2 separate regions of the Gossypium arboreum genome follow, and region 1 is linked to region 2. A link is a contact called in public Hi-C data. All regions are on one chromosome and are shown on one strand. The core of a region is the stretch at or near the end of the contact, and the rest is flanking DNA. Distances in the headings are between cores, read along the strand shown.

Region 1 (2,798 bases), core at 179-2,678, 110 kb after region 2:
ACAGAGTTCTAAGTACTTACAAAGATTATCATATGTTGGAAAATTTCGTAACGCCGCATGTAAAGCGATTAATTTGAGTATTAAACTGGTTTTGATTTTAAGTATTGGGAATAGAAAAAATTATTTTTGGAAAAATTATTTTAGTTACAATTTGATTTAATTAAAATTTAATATAACTTTAAAGGGATGAGAAAAGTGTTGGATTTATATCTATCGAAATGTCAATAACAGATTATTGATATAGACGAGTTGGTGGCAAGGATTGTCGATTGATCTTGTTTAGGAAAAGGCCAAGCTAATGTTGTTTAAAGGTTTTGATTGTCCACTCTCAAGATGACATGTGTTGAGTTGATATTGGTTGGGTCAAAGGCAAGTGATTTGTCACTATAGTCTTAAGTAGAGTAGTGTTACGATTTGCAATAGATCATCTCGGATGAAACGCAATAGTTAAAACTCTATATAAAATTTAATGGGTGAACTTAATTATCAAATAAATTGCTAGCTGAAAATATCTTCACGATAAATCTTGAGTAAAGATTAATGCATGATTATTTGAAGATTTTAATGAGATGTAACAATGACCAAATCCATAAATCTAGTCAAGTCTAGCCAAATACACAATACAGCTCATCCCAATAGGACCTTCTTGGAGGGAAAATGAGATTAAGTATGTTAATTGAAAACTTAAATGCCATGAAGAGCAAAGTATTGAAGACTGTTTTTATAGAAAAAGGAAAATTAAAATGCTTGTTCCCCCGAGTAAGTAGCGTGTTTGGAGTCGGGAAAGGGTGATTCCATGTCAACTAGTGGCACCTACTGCTGGACCAGAAATGGGGCAAGGGGTTGCCATCGCCGTCGTGGTTGGCTAGGGAATGACCAACATTGTGGGTTCGCAGTGTCGCAGGCCACAAGGAATGAATCCCTTTGATAGTATCTGAGAGGGAAGGATTGCTTGGGCTTGCACTCCACATTACCAGCCACAATGTCTTCTCTTCATTTTTTTCTCCCAATTTGTTTTGTATTCTCGTAGATCTAATTTCTAAAATAAGTGTCACCAGTTTGATATTTCAAGATTTTTCTACTTTTATTTGGTTAAATTTTACTATTATTTGTAAATTATAAATTTAGTTTATGTTATCAAATTTGATCAATCTTCTATTTTATATTTTTAAAATTTTAAAATTTAAAATTTGACACAAATATCGCTAAATTCAATGCTTAATTAATTTAACAACTGTGATTATTGAAAATTTCAAATTAAAAAATATAAATATAAAATGAAGAAATAAAAACTACATGAAACAAAAAAGACAAATAAAATATAAGTAATAGTACAATTTAATTATTTTCTTTTGAAATACGAAATAAATAAATAAAATAGTATGCTACAAATACAAATCCCAAACAAATATTTAAGGCTCCAAGCCAACTTCGATCCTGCTTTTATTTTATTTTATTCTTACTGAAGATTGTCTTCCTCCACCTTCATTTGAGTCGAGTATTTCCAACGTATTTGTTTTATTTTATTTATAGAATTTATCAAAAGTTTTATTTACATATATAAATAGAGAGAGCAAGGCAGCTGCCACTGATTATCAGCACCAATGACACAAGCAAATAACAGAGGCAAATCCCAGAAGGGTGTGGTTGATGAAACAGAGAAGATGACAACATTCCAGGATGGAGAGACTGAGAAAGGCAAGTATGTTGATTCTGGGTCGGAGAGGCGTCAATGGAAGCCAGTTTTTGATGAAGCTTCCATCTCTCAAAGACCTCTCAAGAAGATTTGTAGCCCTGAACGTCATCACCCTCTTCCATCCTCTGCTTCTTTGGCTCATCACTCTTCTTCTTCTTCTTCTTCTTCTTCTTCTTCTTCTTTGCCATCTTCCAGACTGGTTTTTCCTTTTGCTTTTGATGCATCTCAGCCGCCGATTTTCTTTCCCCGACAATATGGAAATACTCAGCAACAGCAGCAGCAACATGGTTTAATCTATCGGCCATTGTATGCTGCAGAAACATCCCTATCACCTCAACAACAGCAGCAACAACAACAACTTCTTCAGTACTGGAGTGATGCACTGAATTTGAGTCCGAGAGGGAGGATGATGACGACGACGACAAGACTGGGGCAGGATGGAGGACAAATGTTTCGGCCGCCACTGCAGCATGTCCACACTACCAAGCTTTATCGTGGCGTGAGGCAGAGGCATTGGGGCAAATGGGTAGCTGAAATTCGTCTTCCTCGTAACAGGACTCGCCTTTGGCTTGGCACATTTGATACAGCTGAAGATGCAGCTTTAGCCTATGATCGCGAAGCATTCAAGTTGAGAGGTGAGAATGCAAGGCTCAATTTCCCCGAGCTTTTCCTCAACAAAGATAAAGATACGTCCTCCCCGACCCCAACTTCAACAGTTTCCCCTCCGCAAACTCCCCATGAAAGTTCAAAGCAAGAACAGGGACCAAAACTGGTAATAAACCCAACAGCAGCAGCACAGCCTCAGGGAGACAATCCAGACAGTGATGAGATGCATATAACAGCTGCAGAGGGTAGTTCTGGAGCAGGGGAAGGCGTCTCTGGTTCTCAGGAATTGGTGTGGGGTGATATGGCAGAGGCTTGGTTCAATACAATTCCAGCAGGTTGGGGTCCTGCTAGTCCTGTGTGGGATGATTTAGATACCACAAACAATCTTCTTTTTCCCTCCAATCTTCCTTTCACTAATCAAATCCAGCAAGAATTGAATGATTCTGATCACCAAAAACAACATGATGTCTCTGCTTCAGCTTCTTCTCCAATGAAA
Region 2 (2,841 bases), core at 266-2,765:
GGCTTTTTAAATAGCCTATTTTTGTCCACACGCGCAGATACACGGGCATGTGTCTCAGCCATGTGTCCCCTAGAGTACCCTACGATTGTAAGTCAGTCTTGGGCACGGCCAAGGCACATGGGTGTGTCTTGTAGCCATGTGAGCAAGTCAGTATGTATGCCCTATTTTGACATGACCTAGACACACGAACGTGTCTAATGCCATGTAAGGCACACGGCCTGTTCACACGGGCGTGTGGCCTGTACAACTTTGAAAATGTTTAAGTTTTGGAAAAAATTTGTATGAACTCAGTTCATTCCCAACCCCTTTCTAGTGCGTGATTTAGGTCTCGATGACCTATGTAAGGGACTCAATAGTAATATTTGATTTTGATTTGTGAATGATGAATATGAATTGTTCGTGTAATGTTCCAATTTGTCTGGTAATGCCTTTAACCCTAGTCTAGTGATGGATACGGGTTAGGGTGTTACAGTCTAACCTTTCAAAAAGTGTGCCTCTATGCCAAGTAAAAAGAGGTCCTCTAAAACCCAAATCGTGCAACTTGGCTTTCTCTACAAATTCACCAAACTGAGGACATCTCCTTCCATTAGTAATACCACCAAACTTTTTAGAAGAAGATAGAATTGCGTTGAAATCACCAATAACAATTTATGGAATACGACTGGATAGAATCAAAGACCTCAAGACATCCCAAAGATCCTTACATTTTTGCCGATTAAGACTGGCATAAACGAAAGAAATAAAAAATGGACATGAAGAGGACATTTGCCAAACTTTAGCAAGAATAAATTGAGGATGACTACGAACCACCTCGGCACGGATGGAATCTTTCCAACCAAGCCAGATACCTCCAGAGTACCCAATCGCCTCTACTCAATGAGAGCGCTGGAAACCTAATTTTGCAATAATACTATCAGCTTTAGCTCCACTAACTCTTGTCTCAAGCAAACAAACTATATATGGTTATGCTCCATGTTATATTCTCGAAAAATTCAGGGAAATTTAAAACTGGCACATCCCCGACAATTTCAAGAAAAAATTGTAAAATTTATAATAAAAAACGAAAGGTTAGAAGACATACCATTACTGCTGAGGGACTAAATCCCCCTCAAAGGTTAAACTTGCGCCTCCCGAATCCACAATACCATTTTGACTGGGATTATGAGTAGAAAGAATATTTGCCATCACCTCCATAGATTCTGGTAAAGGGATTCGTGCACTACCAGAAGATTTAAAACGACTCACACATCCCCGAAGAGCATTTGAACTCTTATGGCTACACAGTTTTTATTAATTTTAAAATCACTATTTCTATTAATAAAATCGGATTTGTCCACACTCGAACTAGACACTAAGTCTAATCCCGATTTCTTCACTGAGCAATTCCAGATTTAACCCCTTGGTCGGAGGAAATACTTTCCTTAAAAGACATCGCAGAATGTTTCTCGGGATCAAGGACACCTTCGAAAATTTGGATTTCAACTCCTTCAAACATTTCGAAAGCTGGATTAAAATGGGCCTTAACCCTTTCTAAATTACTAGAAGTAATATTTTTTGAAACACCAAAATTTAAAGAATTTTGGTTATCGCCTTCCATGCCCGTTCCAATAAATTTATAAATTTCCTGTTCATTACCTACAAGTTTGCCAAAAAAAGAAACATTAGCGTTTGATTTAAAAATTTGGCCCTCGTTACTTTTACCTTTACTCGACAATTCCATAGGTCTTTTGCCCAAAAATTTATCTAGGCTAAAATTAGATTTTTGGCCCAAATGATTATCCACTAAGTTGTCCAATGAAATTCCCTTAGTAGGACCTAAAAAGGCTCCATAGCCCAAAACACTCTTACGACCTGCTTCAAGATTAGGCCCAGAATTTTCATTAACACCCTTATTAACCCTAACCTTCAGCCTCCCATCACTGACAACCCCTCTCTCCCCCACCTTCTCCTGCATAAAATCTTCATTCACCACCCTCAAATCACACCTCAAATCCCCAACCTGATTGAGCGCTGAGAATCTAGACTAGACTCAGAAGAAACATTTCAATATTTTTCCGCACCATTAGCTTGATGAACGCGTTGGCCACGTCTCGCCTTGCACTCAACCAGCATCCTCGGGCTGAACTCAGGCCTCTTAGCAGCATTGGGTCTGCCACCAATGCCACCTTGTGCCTCAACCACCATATTCGTCGGTTGCTCCCAAGTATGATCCACCATAACCGTCGGGCAAAGCTCCTTAACATGGCCATATTTACCACATGTAAAACACACCGTTGGCAGAGCCTCATACTCAACTTGTTGAACGGTTCCGTCCACCATCACCTGAAAAATCAACTGTTTATCAAGATTAATAAAAACAACTTTCCCAATGAGACCGCCAGTGGCTTCTATAATTTTTCAATTGTACAGGTATCCCGGAAGCCCCGGCAGTCGGATCCAAGGGGATATGGCTGCAATGTGTTAAAATCCTTAATCCACGGTTGGATAGTAAGATATTGCCCGTAGATAATCCAAGGGCCTTAGGTTAAGACTTTATTGTAATCACCAATATCTTGTAACTTAAACAAAAAATAACCATTAACAGTATCCATAAGATGAAAAGATTTAGCAAGTTTCCAAAGACTAAGGATACGGTTATGGAGAGCATTGTATCCGATATTACGCCCTAAAAGCTTAAGAACAATCATTAAATCCATTTCTTTGAAAAGAATGTTTTTAATACGATCCGAGAAAACAATAGTAGGCATCCTGTCTACCATGGTTGTACTCACGTCCCCTTATAGAAAGTCAAAGTCGTTTTCACTTCCCTCAGAGGAACCATTTCGATCTGATATGGAGTGA

What was found. A called contact is a pair of places that touch in the nucleus more often than the background predicts.
Region 1: a contact with region 2 is called in a Hi-C map of leaf, with 2.4 times the contacts expected there. The contact joins the promoter of LOC108475035 here to the enhancer-like site in region 2. A contact is called at or near these places in 2 of 5 Hi-C or Micro-C datasets (both in leaf).

Annotation. Positions count from the first base shown.
Region 1 is chr3:7,553,509-7,556,306 of ASM2569848v2, forward strand. It overlaps LOC108475035 (ethylene-responsive transcription factor ERF054-like), which reads left to right and starts at 1,429. Exons shown (of 1, transcript XM_017777048.2): 1 at 1,429-2,798. The coding sequence starts at 1,605.
Region 2 is chr3:7,439,811-7,442,651 of ASM2569848v2, forward strand. No RefSeq gene overlaps it. Among protein-coding and RNA genes, the nearest start is that of LOC108475751, 54 kb to the right of the region's middle. Within about 2 kb of position 1,516, at least 2 of the 2 cell types and tissues checked have an H3K27ac peak or open chromatin away from gene starts, as enhancers often do. A contact at or near this core is called in leaf, where this site is marked.